Regions from separate parts of the Mus musculus genome. Here all the other regions are linked to region 5. A link is a contact called in public Hi-C and HiChIP or PLAC-seq data. All regions are on one chromosome and are shown on one strand. Each heading gives the region's core, a stretch centred on a gene start, on an enhancer-like site or on the middle of the called end of the contact. The rest is flanking DNA. Distances are from core to core; before and after follow the strand shown. Region 1 has its middle 99 kb from the start of Slc7a12. Region 2 holds the start of Sirpb1c (signal-regulatory protein beta 1C). Region 3 has its middle 16 kb from the start of Gm5150. Region 4 holds the start of Ythdf3 (YTH N6-methyladenosine RNA binding protein 3). Region 5 has its middle 48 kb from the start of Gm9733.

Region 1 (2,830 bases), core at 313-2,812, 900 kb before region 5:
GCCTCACACATGCCTGCTAAGTGCTCTTCCAGGAGCTACACTGAAAACTCCTCTTTCTTCTTCAACTAATAAAAAGGACCCTCAAGGCTTCAAGTATCTCTGTGGGGATGGGGTTAAAGAGGAGCGAGCCCAGTCAGACTGGAGGACAGCTGTTTTCAAAGCTTTGCAAGATGTTAGGTGAGAGAAGTCTAAACCTGTTCTCATGGACTCTGGAGAACAGAAACAGAAAGTTCAAATAAGTCCTCTCTACTCATAACAACTGGTTACAAACAGCTCCAGAAGTTCCTGTAACCATTAGTCCTAAGGCAAGTGAGCTGCAGAGGGAAGGGCTCCCTTGCTGTAAGACCAACTGGCAAGGCTGGCAAAGCTGGCATAGACTCCAAGGGCTCCAGTATGAGCATCATCTCAGGCAAGCACTTTTCAAATAGTTTCCCATGTCCCATCCCGACCTGATCAGAATCTATAGGGTGGATCTGGGATCTATTTTAAAAGCATCCCTCCACACCCTGCAATGGTTTTAGTAACAGGTGTGTGTGTGTGTGTGTGTGTGTGTGTGTGTGTGTGTGTGTGTGTGTGTGTTTGAAGGCAGGACCAGGGACTGGAGGAAGGGAGTTAGAACCATCCAATGACTGGTTCCCAAGGGTCTGTGTTCTATTTCTCAAACTACCCCCACCCTTACCAGGGCCTAAGGATGTTGGGGACTGTAGCTTCACAAAGTATGTACTCTTGATTTGGGGATTACTTAAACATCTAATAGCAACACACACACACACACACACACACACACACACATTTTTGTAGCAAGGTTATTCTGTAGCAAGATTGGCTTTGAACTCACGTTCTTCCTGCCTTAATCTCCAAACACATTCTCCCTCATCTCTGAAGACTGATGTCCCATGGAAGCCACCCTTTTAGATGACCCAGACTTGTGGTCTTGAAGGAAGACTGATGGAGCCACGACTTCCATCAGAACAGGCAGCTTTCTTCCACCACACCTAAACGGCCAGGACACTCATGCAACTGGGAGTCCTTTATGCCATTCTTTCCCCTACGGGCATCCTGGACCATGTCCAGGTCGCCCTTAAATGGAAAAAAAGGGGGACTCTGTCAGTTTCTCTCCTTTGGGTCATTCTTGTGCTTTGGTATGCCACAGGTCAGTGTTAGAGCACACCTCTTTCCGGGGACATTAGATGTGCTCGCGGAAGCACTGGGTCATCAACACCCACAGCAGAACGGGAGTAGCTAACAAAAATAACATGAAATTTAAAAAAGAAAAAGAAAAACGGAGTGGCTGCCTTTGGCCTTGACCCCACAGCGCCACCTGGTGTCGATCCGTACAGAGCAAACTCGACGCCTGCAAATCTCTGTGGCTCCCCACGCCCTACGCAATTACGGCCATCTGCTGGTACCCGAGCTTCACTGTGTATAAATAAATGATGTGTGAAGTCCCTTCTGCACTGCGTGATTGTGAGAAGGTCAATGGGGAAAAGTGAGACAGAGTACTAGGGCTGGCCTGATGGTACTGTGCTGGGCCTCCGCAGCCAGCAGAGGGCAGCCTGTCTCCACCTTTGGATCATGGTATTCTGTGTGTCCCGTCCAGGTAGGAGGATCCATTTGTGTTTATGGAATAAACCATTGTCCTCTGCGCACAAACCTCCCTGAGAATTTCCTGTAGGTCTTGAGCCATGTTTGAGAATTGTCAGGGCCACTTAGGGCTAACACTCTTTGATCTCCAGCTGTTGGGCAGGTGTTGTAGGTCCAATGTTGGAGCATTGCTGGCCTGATCCTCTGGCTAATAAAAGCATAAAACCTATTGGTTAAATTCCACTCACTGTTTTGAAAAACTCAGTGAGGGCGCATTTTCATGGATTGACACAGCATAGCTCTGGGTACAGTAGGTGTACCTAAGATGAACAACACTACAACCCTTCAGACAAGCCTATTTTCCAAGCCTGCTCTTCCGTACAGCTGGTTGTGAGGCCCTAGCAGAAAAGCAGATGGCTAGCTGCCTCTCCCCACCATACACACACACACACACACACACACACACACACACACACACACACACACACACACACTTCCAAGAAGTGAGATCTCTGGAGTTGATACAAAAAGTCCTCTAGCTGAATTTCTCTTTACAAGGGGCTTTGCAAAAGCTGAAGTGCTGAGTACATTGTCAGGACATAACTGAGCCTTTCAAAAGCCAAGTCCACAAAATCCCCGCATCCTGAGATGGGGTGGAGGGCAAATAGGGGAAGGTGGTGGCCTTTGATCATTTGGTTTCCTTAGAACCAATACCACAAAGTAAACAGACCTTAGAAAACTCCAGAGTGATTGCCTTTGGTTCATTTCAACTAGGCCTTGCCAAATCCAGCCCTGGCTCCCTGGGTCCCTAGGACCCCCACAGACAGATGAGGAAAGAGTTCAGTTCTAAATTGCTTTATTGATCAGATGATAAATCAGCTTCAACAGCCCATGCCTACAGCCCTTGCAGAGAATCGATGTACAGCCTTGTCCCTTCCGTCTTGGGGAGCATCAAGGCCCAGCCCTTCCCCTTCTCCCCTCTGCTCCTTACCTTGGGGCCTGGATGGGCTGGGCAAGATAATGAAGGTTACTAGAGAAAGATGGGGTGATAGGAGAAGGGTCTGTGTCTGCGCTGGAGAGGAATGAGGACGTGGGGTTCAGAGGAACCCTCAGGAGTGGCTAGAACACAGCTCTACCCTGGGCTATGCTGCATCAAAAAGTGTCCATCCCAGCTACCCGACCCAAGGTTAGACCCAGAATTGACTAATCCAAGATCTGGATGACTGATAAATGTAAATGCTTGTTC
Region 2 (2,798 bases), core at 205-2,704, 560 kb after region 5:
GGAAGGAAGTAGGAAGAGGAGGAGGAGGAGGAGGTAGAGGAGGAGGAGGAGGAGGAAGAGGGAAAAAGTGACAGGATTGGGTATAGGAGTAGAAATACAGAGGGTCAGGAAAACGAAAGGATATGTGAAGCAACAGCAAATGGAGAACTGGGTGTAGCCAGTTGAAAGTGCCAGATTCCAGGAATGCAAGAGGCTCTCAAGACCCAGTAGGAATGGCATAAGCTGAAATACCCAACAAAGGTGAGAACCTGTAGAGACTATATCCAGAGGTTAGGCACAGCCCCCAGTTGAGGGATTGGCAACCCACCCATCTCAAAAATATTAACAAAGAATTGTCCCTGTCCTGCAGGGATAAAGAATGGAGCAGAAACTAAAGGGAAGGCTATCCAGAGACTGCCCTACCTAGTAATCCATCCCATCTGCAGACATCAAACCTAGACACTACTGCTAATGCCAAGAAGTGCTTGCTGACAGGAGCCTGTTATAGCTGTCCCCTGAGAGGCTCTGTCAGAGCCTAACCAATATGTATGAGGATGCTCACAAACATTGGACTGAGCACAGGGACCCACAATGGAGGAGTTAGGGGAAGGACTGTTGAAGCTGGAGGGGTTTGCAACCCTATAGGTAGAACAGCAATTTCAACAAACCAGAGCTCCCCAATCCCAGAGCTCCCAAGGACTAAACCGCCACCCAAAGAATACACAAGGAGGGACACATAGCTCTAGCTGCTTATACAGCAGAGGATTGCCTTATCTGATATCAATGGGAGGGGAGCCTCTTGGTCTTACGGAGGCTTGATGGACCAGTGTAGGGGAATGCAAGGGTCGTGAGATGGGAGTGGGTGGGTGGGTGGGTTTGGGAGCACCCTCATACAAGCTGGGGGGAGTGGTATAGGGGTTTACAAAGGGGAATCTTGGAAGACAGATAATATTTGAAAAGTAAATAAATAAAATAATCAATAAATAAAAAGAAAGAAAAGAAAAAGAAAAACCTGACAACATACTGGCACCATGCAGGTTATTACTAGTCCTGTTTGAAACAAATAGAAGGAACTAAAGCTCACTGGAGAGGGTCATGAAGAGCAGGGATATGTGGAAAACTGTTATAGATGAATCATTTCTACTCAATGTATCAAAGCTATAAGCTCACATTCCAGTTCAGGCAGTGCTCAAAATTCTGGCTCTATTATGTGAGACAATATTCTTACCTCTCCTGTGACAGTTCAGATAATTAACTGGAATCCTTTACTTTCAATGGTAAGAGTAGCTCTGAAGCAGGGAGATGATTCTATTGTTGGGGCATGCTCACCTTTAAGTCCCAGAAGCAGGATCAACAGCAGGACACAGTGAGGAATGTGGGTCCAGGCATCTAGGAGAAGCATGGTTGGTGTTAAGAACCCTGTTGGGACCAGAATCAGTTCTCATGAGATCTCAGGTTCTTACACGTAGAGAAAGGAAGTATTGTGACTTGTTCTGCATAAAGATCACTTCAATGTTATGTGAAAACAGGAACCATACTGCTTATTTTGAAATAGCTAAACAGTGTTGCATACAGCTTCAGGGAAGGAGTTCAGATTTACCATTTGTTTTTAGAGGGACTCAGATATGCATAACATAATCCTTTCTCCTTCTTTTGACCCTGAGCTTGTGCCATGTTGTCTCGAGTGTCTTGTCTTGGTAACACACCAGTTAGAATCCAGTACAAAAGAATGTTTCCCAAACACCTAAGATACTAGATGTTGTTGATTTGTGTCATATTCTTTTTCAGTGTCACATAAAGTTCTATCTCATATAATATTTGTAAGATCAGCCCAATGCTGGAATAAACCAGTGGTTCTCTGGGAATGATCCCTTGGATGTCCTTTACTGATATCAGTAAATGTAGTCCAAGAGAAACTTAGGAATCTTTTTGCTACACAAGCACAGTAAATTATGTTATAATTAGTATCAATTGCCAACTTCTCACAGAAGAAGGAAGCCACAAGAGACATCAGTGAGAAATTGTTGAAGTCTGACTATATCTTAGCCCATCTGTAAGGGATTATCTCAAGTTAACTGATTTGGGAAAACTCATCTTAATTTTGTGTCAAATATTGTCCTACATAGAGCATCTTGAAGTGTAAAATAGAGCCAGTAGAATACTAGCATGCATGCATTAATACATTGGTCTCTGCTGCTGTCTGTGGATATAATGTGACATCCTGAGTCAAGATCTTGCCACCCTGACGTCTTTGCAATGGAGAACTGTTATTTGGAGTTCTAAGCCCAAAAAAACCCATGATCTCTTAAATTGTCTTTGGCAGGGTATTCAGTCATATCATTTTGATTTCTTCTAGATAGCAAATTGGAACACTTTAGTAATTATATGCTTAATGGAGTTTGAAATGGTAAACTGCAAAGAATATTAAATAGCTTATTTTTGGAGCCAGGGAGGACATAGTGACACAATGATGTCAGAGTCCATTTTAGAAAGAAATAAGATATTTCAATTCTTACTCTATGGAGATAGGAACTAGGGAAAGAGGGGTATAAGTGCCTTCATCAATCTCAGATATGTTTGTAGGTTAATGAGCAGGAAAGCTAAGCCTCAAGATACAATTTATTTCCTGTAATGCATATATAAGAGCTGATTGCCAGATACGGCAATCCTCTGCTACATATCCAGCTGTAGCCGTGAATCCTCCCATGTGTACTCTTTGGTTGGTGGTTTAGTCCCTGCTTATCAGACATCAATGGGATGGTAGCCATTTGGTCCTGTGGGGGCCCAATGACCCAGCGTATGGGAATACTAGGGTGCTG
Region 3 (2,915 bases), core at 380-2,879, 740 kb after region 5:
TTTTGATTGCAGGTGTTTACAATCAACAATTGTGCTGCAGATGGACCTCAATTAGGTCCTCGATCTTCAGGAAAACTTCAGGGGTCTGGTTCCAGGCATGCAAGGAGTTGGTGAGGATGACAAACAGACAGGGACACAGAGAGAGTGTTTACCTGAATGTTATTTGTCAAATTGAGCATCAGACTTTTAATATAGAAGAAAATAGGGAAGTTAGGTGACACATCTGCAAGGTACAATGAGGTTACCAAATGCTTAATGACTCTCACAGAAAACAGAGGAATGCAAACATAAAGACTGCCAGGAACTGGACAATAAAACAACTGAGACAAAGTCAGCTCTATCTAAGGTCCGCTATATTCTTAGAAGCCAGGTGAGAGGTCTTTACACTCCTGGGGCAAGGGCTTTCATGCCCAAGTCATGGTTCTAATTAGGGAGTTCTGCTATAGCTAACTTTCTCATGAATAATGCAATACTTTAGTTCCTCCTAAAACCACAACCCAATCTGCTTCCTAAACCATTGTAAATTCCTGTATATGTGAGTGTCTTGCCTTTTATTCTAAGTGATTGTGTGGGTAGACTTCCTACTAATAAGTAATGTAGTCTGTCATACATAACTATAATAAGAATTCTAAACTTACTTCTCTAAGCTTGCCCTGAGATTACTAACTCTGTGTAGTAGATAGTAATGCCTGATTTCTTTCACTACCTTTCTTACAATATTAGAGGCAATTCTGAATGTCAATGAATAGGCAACATTATTACTGAATTCCAAGCCCAGGGTTGGCTCAAGGGCTACCTGGGGCATTGGTGAAGGCCAAGAAGCAAAGTTCAATTTTTCTTAGGTATTTGGCAAGTCATTGCTTGGAGGCACCTATAATAAAACAATACTGAAAGAAAACACACAGATCAATTCACAAGGACAAGTTTGGAGCATTCCTTATATGGCATAAACAGCCACTCAGGAATCATGAGCAGGAACTAATCAGAGCATGTCAATAATCCTGCTTTTCATAAGAAAGAAAATAAGGCTACATGGAAAGACCAAGAAGGCAAGGGATGTGTGGGGACCTATTATAGATGAATTGTTTGTACTCTACATATCAATGCCGAAATCACAGTAACAAATAATGTAACTGTGTTTGGTAGAGAGTTTTTCAATAGGCAAGGGTCTGCTGAGGTCATTTGTATGAATCCTGACCCAATGTAACTGGTTTCCTTTCAAGACATGGACAAGATCCACAGACATAGGATGAAATAAGATTGTATGAAGACATAGGAAAAAAGTGCAACTTAGAAGAGAAAGCACAGAAGAAAATAGTTTTGTGGAGACTTTGACCCTGGACTTCCAGGCTCCAGAATTGTGAGGAAATGGATGTCTGTGGTTTTTGCCAATAGCCTGTGGCACCTTTCCAAGGTAACATAAGCATTAGGAAAGTAAATTAATGATATAGCTTCTCAGAGCAGCAGCATTCAGTGAGAAGACTGATATGAGATGAGGAAGGAAATAGAGGACAGAGGACAAAATGAGGAAGCTAACTAAGAAAGGATGATAGCTGAGTATTGCCAGAAACATTGCATCTTAAGTCATGTCACTAACCTGCATGCCAGCCTCGATGTGGCAGGAGGCTAACAGAGTTTCCTAAGTTTTGAGCCAGGCAGCCCCACCCACTTCTTTGGAACTGACTCACTGGGTGCAGTGTACCTCAGAGTGATAATGATGCAAATGTCATTTTGCTGAAAGTAATTTTGTCACAAAGTGTGGTCTTAACTCTCAGTTCCAGTTCAAGGCCAATCTGGGAATCAGAGAGAGACTGAGACTCAGAAAGTTGGAAAAAGAAAGAATGGGGGGGGGGGGGATTCAAAGACTAACCATACTCAAATTCAGCACTGACTACCTGTTATTTTTTATTAGATATTTTCTTACTTACATTTCAAATGTTATCCCCTTTCCAAGTTTCCCCTCTGAGAATCCCCTATCCCCTCCCCTGTCCTCCTGCTCCCCAACCCCGATTTCCTGGCCCAGGCATTCCCCCATACTGTGGTATAGAACATTCACAGGACCAGGGCCTCTCCTCCCATTGATGACCAACTTGGCCATCCTCTGCTACATATGCAGCTAGAGCCACGAGTCCTTCCGGGTGTTTTCTTTGATTGGTGGTTTAGTCCCAGGGAGCTCTGGAGTTACTGGTTAGTTCATATTGTTGTTCCTCCTATGGGGCTGCAAACCTCTTCAGCTCCTTGAGTCCTTCCTCTAGCTCCTCCATTGGGGATCTTGTGGTCAGTCCAATTGGATGGCTGTGAGCATCCACTTTTATATTAGTCAAGCACAGGCAGAGCTCCTCAGAAGACAGCTATATCAGTCTCCTGTCAGAAAGTTCATGTTGGTATCTGCAATAGTGTCTGGGTTCAGTGGTTGTTTATGGGATGGATCCCCAGGTGGGGCAGTGTCTGGATACACATTCCTTCAGTCTCTGCTCCAAACATTGTCTTTGTGTTTACTATAAAGAATTATTTTTATTAGATATTTTCTTCATTTATATTTCAAATGCTATCCCAAAAGTCCCCTATGCCCTCCCCCTGCCCTGATCCCCCACCCACCCACCCCCAACTTGTGGCCCTGGCATTCCCCTGTACTGGGGCATATAAAGTTTGCAATACCAAGGGGCATTTCTTCCATGTGATGGCGGAATGGAAATTACTACTTACATTAGAGGTAAAAGACAAGAGCCCTGTTCACCTCGGTCTAGCATCCCAGGTTGGGTTCTGGAGCAGCAATCTTGGAAAAGAATGAATATGATGGCCCATGACCTTCCTCAAAGAGCTATGTGCCCTATTTCTATGCCAGTTGTGATAGTTTGAATGAGAATTGTCCCTGTGACTAATATGTTTAAATAATTGGCAGTTCATGGAACTAT
Region 4 (2,899 bases), core at 304-2,803, 900 kb after region 5:
TGGAGTGTTCTAGAGGTGATCCCAGGGGCACACACACGGGGATCGGAAAAACATTTTCAGGAGTGGTTCTCTCCTATCACGTGGGTTCCAGGTATAGAACTCATGTTGTCAGTTTTTGGTGTAAGTGCCCTTATCTGCCCAGCCATTTTGCTGGCCTTGGACTATTTCTTAAACTTACTTTGGAGCCAGGCAGTGGTGGCGCATACCTTTAATCCCAGCACTCGGAGGCTGAGGCAGGCTGATTTCTGAGTTCGAGGACAGCCTCGGCTACAGAATGAGGTTTTAAAAAATTTTTAATTTTTGAAACGTAGCCTTGGCTGTCCTGGAACTCATATAGATCAGGCTAGCCTCAAACTCACAGAGATCCACCCTCAAGTGCTGAGTTTAAAGGTATGTGCTCCCTCACCCAGCCTTCAATTTTTGTAGCAGCAGTTATCACACAAGATACTGTGACTATTTAATCAATTATATTGCCTGACATTTCAGGAGTACTCACTGAGTTACAGTTTTGATGCGGGGACTCACTCAGTGAAGAAACAAGAAGTGGCTGATTATGTATGTCAGGCCTTAGTTTACTCATGACGCCAAGGTTTAGGTTAAGAGACTTCTCCAAGGTTATAAACTAATCATTGCTAGGTAAGAATTCAAACTGAGATTCGTGGAATTCCAAAGCCATGCTTCTCAGATAGGAGTAAAGTCAAGGCCTGCAAGCCTTTTCTATTAGTTTTCGCTATGCACTTTCAACTTTCCAGCCTCAATTCCTCTTCCGACAAACTCCTTGAAAACCAAAAATGTTTTTGGGAGTGGGAGCTAGGTAGAGCAATGTAGAATAAGGGGGACCTTGGGAAATGGACTGATTTGCAGCTCAGGGTCCGAACAGAAGGAACACAAGAGAAAGGGATTTGGGTTGACCACACCTAAAATTGCCTTTTGAGGATTTGCATGAGAAGCAATCTTGACACAGTGATTCTAAAATATTGTGGTACTACATATAGAAAACTGTGATTTTCCTAATTTCCTGCTTCATAGGTTAGCACTTAAACTGGGAGGTTTTAAAAGGATTTGGCTAGTTAGGAATGCACACTACACCACACCTGTAAAGAAATCTTACTTGGGAAGGAAATTCAATAAAAATGCCAAAATTATAATTGGACTGACTTTCTTTGTTTTTGCCAACAGGTAAGAAAGTAACATTACCAGTTTCTAGGGACATTTTAACATTTTCTTTTTTTCGGGAGGGGCAGCAGTCTTGCAACTGTTTCTCTTTCCGAAGGCTATTTTATTCAATAAAAACCAACCCCATCCCAGTAGAGAGTTAGAAAGCATTCATTGAGAGCGTGCTCCCGCACCCCGCACGCACGCACGCACGCCCGGTGGTGGCTGAGCGGACAGGCGCTGCTGGACCGCTTCTGTAGCCTCCAGGCTAACAACGCCCGAGCCCAACGCTCACGGTACCGCGCATGCGTCTAAAGTACAGCTGCGCCTCCGGGTCTCTGCCCCCCTCCCCTCTCCGATGACGTGCACGGCGGGGGCGGAGCCCGAGGCCGTGGCGGGAGTGGGGGAGGAACTGCGAGGTGTGCGTGGACGTCAGACTGGATAGCGGAAGGTCAGGACGGCCCGGAGCGGAAGTGGGGCTGAGGCGCCTGTCCGCCATTGTGGGCCCGAGGATCGGAGGACGAGCGGGGACGAGCAGTGTGCAGGCGGCGAGCTCGGGCCCCTTCCGCGACTCCCGAGCGTGAGCCCTCTCCCTGGAGCCTGCGAGAGCGGCGGCGGCGGAGGCCGGAGCAGAGCTTCGCGAGGGCGGTAGTCGACTGCTGTGAGTGCTCTCGGCGAGGCCCAGGCAGCGGCGGCGGCGGCGGCGGTTCCTCTCGGGTTACGGTGAAGAATGTCAGCCACTAGCGTGGATCAGGTGAGGGAGCAGGGCCCCGGCTCGGCGAAGGCCGGAGCTGCAGAGCTCCACCCTCGCGTGCGGCGCGGCTCCTCTAGCCGCCGCTAGCTCCGTAACGGCGCCGCGGGTCCCGGTTGTCGGGGCTGCTGCCCAGGCCGGCCTGAGCGCGGGCGGCTGAGTCTGCGGCCGGCGCCCGTGACCACAGGCCCGGAGGTCCCGGCGGCCGCCGCGGGGCCCGGAGCTGGCGGGTGCCGGAGGCGAGGCGGAGAGGCGGCGGGAGGCGGCCGGGCGGAGAGGTTGCGGAGGATCTGGTGGGGTTCACACCTACGCGGATTGTTCTGAAGAACTTGTTTGCAGTGGCTCTGTTTAACGCACTTTTCTTCCCCCTCCCCCTCTTTACCACCTCTGTCGTCTTGCTTCAGAGACCTAAAGGGCAAGGAAATAAAGGTGAGTTTGTTTGTTTGTTTTCCCCTTAGGTGTTCCCTTGATGTGATTTTTTTTTAAAAAAAACTGTAAGCGGTTTCTTTCTTGTTTTTGCACTTCTTTCTAAATATAAAGGATAGAAAAACATCCAACGCAGCTAACAGACAACATTTACTTAGCTCCTGGGTTTGTAGAAACCGAAGTACTAAGAAGAAACAGCTGTCTTGGTTGTATTTCAATGAACGTAATGTTATTTCTTCAGTTTACCATTTATGTTTGTTACATAACTTAGGTCATACTTTTTTCTACATTTGTGTATAGTTGGATAAGTTTTTAAAGTGAACAGCATTCTGTTTGAAATTTCGGGATTACATTTAAACTTGGCAAATCACATGGCGTTCTATGCCACATTGGGTGAAAATCATGCCCCAATCACTGAATAGAATCAGTGAAGTTGCTTGCAAGGAGACAACACCACTATAGAACTCCTAACAAGTATGTAATCTTACAGCAGCGCTCTGATTGGAAGGCGTGTCTCGATCTGGTTTCTTACAAAAGCCCGAGAAGGAAATTATTTGTGCAGTTATT
Region 5 (2,768 bases), core at 243-2,742:
AATTTCCAGGTAATGCAATGTGCATGAGACCCCAACCAGCAAGTGATGCAGATAGGATGTAATTCATAGCTTATTAGTGATACTAGCCTTTTCTGCCATGCCATTCGTTATAATGAATGGTGATCTTGATGATAATGTAGGTGGAAGGAGTGCCACTATGTATCATATCTTTGTTATTTCATTTTTTATAAGCATGTTCTATGGGAGAGAGGTTACTTCTTCCCTTAGAGAAGAAGACCCTGAGGTTCATAAAGAGCACTGGACTTGTGAGATGGTAAGAAATAGGTAAGAGATCACTACAGCACTCTCCCTCATTAATTAACACAGCATACATGCAATTATTTCTGCATAGCGTATTCTCTGAGCAGCAGCCACAGAATAGAACTGCCTCCTGCATACAGTCTCAAAAATGTGAAGAAGAATTAAATAAATGAGTTTCTTCAGGCGCCTGAGGCCCCTGGAACAAAGCCTGTTATGCCCAAAGCTACCTAAAGTAGACATTTGGCAGAGAATACCTCATGTCTGATTGGGGGTGTGCATGGGGGGAAGTAGAGTGATATAAGTGGCAGGGCTCAGTGTAAGGATAGTTGGTTTCTGTGGGAAATGAAACGGAGGGCACAGAACATGGCCTCTGAGACAGGTCAAGCAAGATGAAACAGTCTCTGTTTCAGTCTCAATATCATCTGTAGCATGGTGTTGATCAGAGATCCTTAAGAAGGAAAGCCTGGGCCTCCGTGTATTACCTGCCATAGCAAGACACCAAAAACCAGTCAGCATATCATGGTTGTAATAAGGCAGATAACTTGTTCAACCTGACCCTTAGTTTCTATTTCTACAGAATGTGGTTCCAGTGCCCACTTTTCCAGAGTGCTATGACTACCCAAGTGCTAAGACTGTGGCATCAGGAAGCCATGGAATGAGAAAAACCTTACTCTCTGCGGACTCCTCAGTTTCCTTTCTATGATGATGACAGCCATTGTCCCTGCTAGGTATTTCTTGAGGAAAGAGAAACCATACACATACTATAATGGTAATATCAGGGTCATAAGAGCATCAGATTTGTAGTAGTTTTCGGGAGAGAGGAAGGAATGCCTAGATATACATCCAGGCATTGCTACTCTTTGTCAAGTACCCAGAAAAGACCTTCTACACAGGGCCCACACTTGATACCTACTTCCTGCTAGCACAGTATATAGATCGGCTCTACAGAAGTAGTAAAGTTATACAACATACTGACCTTTAGGAAAGGTTTATCACTGTGAACTGTGTTACTAAGGGGGCATGTGATGTTGTACTTTTCACTTTCCCTCTCTAGGCCTTAGATATTAATGAAGTTTAGTTGAGATTTGTTGGAGACATGCCACATTAAGCTTGAGATGCCTAGGACCCCTGATGACGAGGAAAAAAAAACTGCTGGGGGTACTGTGTCTCAGAACATGAGGTATGGCCTCTTCTGGGTGCCAGTATGAGCACTGAGAGGCCCTTGTCGCAGGTACCTCGTGATGTTTTTCCTGCAACCATTATTAGTACGTATCATTCTCCTTATCTATTTACTGTTCCTTCTCTTTCCTTCTTCCTTCATTATTTGGTGACCTGGCAAGACCTAGTAGGAGGCTGCTTAATATCCAAAAACTAGATGTTACTGATAGTATTAAAGTGAAATTTGTTCATGAATTTGAGAGAAATGTGTGTTACAGTCACTCGCTCGAGATGGAAATGAAAGTAACCTAGAGCTGCGGGCAGAGATGAGTAAATCTGCAGCTGTTCCCCCAGTCTTAGTCTCAGTTCTGCATATTAAAAACAGGACATTTTTTATTACAAAACTGAGGATGGAATAGCATACAAATATTTCCCAGAAAGTCAGCAATGGCTTCCTTGGGTTCAGGGAGGATGATAGTAGCCCTGTAGGAATTCTCCATACAGGTCAAGTGAGAATGTTTTTCTAGATAGACAGGTAGAGAGTCCTGAAGACTGCAAGGTTATCAGGATGACCTCATTTTTGCCCTTTTATAAAACAATACTGTCCCACACATGTCTGAAGATACTGACTGCAACTGCAATACCGCTGCCCCCCACCCCAACCTCACTGGGGACTAGTGGTTGGGGAAATATATATAAAAAAAAGTGCTTCCTGCAAAACTTGTGTTTGAGATTTTATGGTTCCCTTTTTTCTGTTCTAAATCTGTACTACTCTGTATCACAAGAAAATATTGGCACAAGAAAATAGAGAAGCATTTACCCACCGCACCAGTGAACGTTGTAACCCAACCTCCTTTTGTGATTTCAATAAAAGACTGAGGCTGAGTCACATCTATATGAGTATTCTGACTCCTGAGTTCAGAAAGATCTCATGGAAATGAACAAGCCTGTCAGCTTCTCAGTCAATGTGTTTTGTTATTTACCTATCAGGTATCTCTAGTCTTTGATTACCCCCAACTCTTATTGAGACTAAACCCTGGCAAAGATTGCTGGCTGTTTACCTGGCTATCTTTAGAATTACCTACCAAACTGAAAGAAATCTTGGCTCCAGATTCCTTTAATTGTTTTGATATGGGTATTGGCATCTGAAATACCAAGTATAGGCTTTAAAACAACCAAAAATATTTGTGATTTTTCCCTTGATAGAAATGTTAGAACAGCAAGCTGGCATATAACAGTCTCTTATGCGTCAGAATAGCGGGTCTCAGTATGCTGCACACAACTTTCTAAAGCCTAAGTGATGTGCCAAGGACACCTCTCAAGGAGGAAACCCAGGGTCCCTAAGGTCA

The links. HiChIP or PLAC-seq counts read pairs in DNA pulled down with a chosen protein or histone mark. A called contact is a pair of places that touch in the nucleus more often than the background predicts.
Region 1: a CTCF HiChIP or PLAC-seq map of large pre-B cells shows a contact between it and region 5, with 5 times the contacts expected there. The contact joins two enhancer-like sites. A contact is called at or near these places in 1 of 15 datasets of contacts at CTCF or cohesin (large pre-B cells) and 1 of 115 datasets of contacts at active chromatin or transcription factors (large pre-B cells).
Region 2: a Hi-C map of bone marrow-derived macrophages shows a contact between it and region 5, with 16 read pairs. The contact joins the promoter of Sirpb1c here to the enhancer-like site in region 5. A contact is called at or near these places in 1 of 484 Hi-C or Micro-C datasets (bone marrow-derived macrophages), 1 of 115 datasets of contacts at active chromatin or transcription factors (bone marrow-derived macrophages) and 2 of 9 other capture datasets (adipose tissue and liver).
Region 3: a Hi-C map of bone marrow-derived macrophages shows a contact between it and region 5, with 14 read pairs. The contact joins two enhancer-like sites. A contact is called at or near these places in 1 of 484 Hi-C or Micro-C datasets (bone marrow-derived macrophages) and 1 of 115 datasets of contacts at active chromatin or transcription factors (bone marrow-derived macrophages).
Region 4: an H3K4me3 HiChIP or PLAC-seq map of bone marrow-derived macrophages shows a contact between it and region 5, with 7 times the contacts expected there. The contact joins the promoter of Ythdf3 here to the enhancer-like site in region 5. A contact is called at or near these places in 2 of 39 promoter capture datasets (the C10 cell line and pre-B cells), 4 of 115 datasets of contacts at active chromatin or transcription factors (bone marrow-derived macrophages, large pre-B cells and pro-B cells) and 1 of 9 other capture datasets (liver).

What each region holds. Positions count from the first base shown.
Region 1 is chr3:14,380,364-14,383,193 of GRCm38.p6, forward strand. No RefSeq gene overlaps it. Among named protein-coding and RNA genes, the nearest start is that of Slc7a12, 99 kb to the right of the region's middle. Within about 2 kb of position 1,563, at least 32 of the 459 cell types and tissues checked have an H3K27ac peak or open chromatin away from gene starts, as enhancers often do.
Region 2 is chr3:15,847,033-15,849,830 of GRCm38.p6, forward strand. It overlaps Sirpb1c (signal-regulatory protein beta 1C), which reads right to left and starts at 1,455. Exons shown (of 6, transcript NM_001173459.2): 1 at 1,309-1,455. The coding sequence starts at 1,381.
Region 3 is chr3:16,020,827-16,023,741 of GRCm38.p6, forward strand. No RefSeq gene overlaps it. Among named protein-coding and RNA genes, the nearest start is that of Gm5150, 16 kb to the left of the region's middle. Within about 2 kb of position 1,630, at least 14 of the 459 cell types and tissues checked have an H3K27ac peak or open chromatin away from gene starts, as enhancers often do. A contact at or near this core is called in bone marrow-derived macrophages, where this site is marked.
Region 4 is chr3:16,181,612-16,184,510 of GRCm38.p6, forward strand. Ythdf3 (YTH N6-methyladenosine RNA binding protein 3) reads left to right here and starts at 1,554. Exons shown (of 5, transcript NM_001145919.2): 1 at 1,554-1,909; 2 at 2,311-2,335. The coding sequence starts at 1,886.
Region 5 is chr3:15,282,874-15,285,641 of GRCm38.p6, forward strand. No RefSeq gene overlaps it. Among named protein-coding and RNA genes, the nearest start is that of Gm9733, 48 kb to the right of the region's middle. Within about 2 kb of position 1,493, at least 71 of the 459 cell types and tissues checked have an H3K27ac peak or open chromatin away from gene starts, as enhancers often do. A contact at or near this core is called in adipose tissue, bone marrow-derived macrophages, pre-B cells and 1 more, where this site is marked.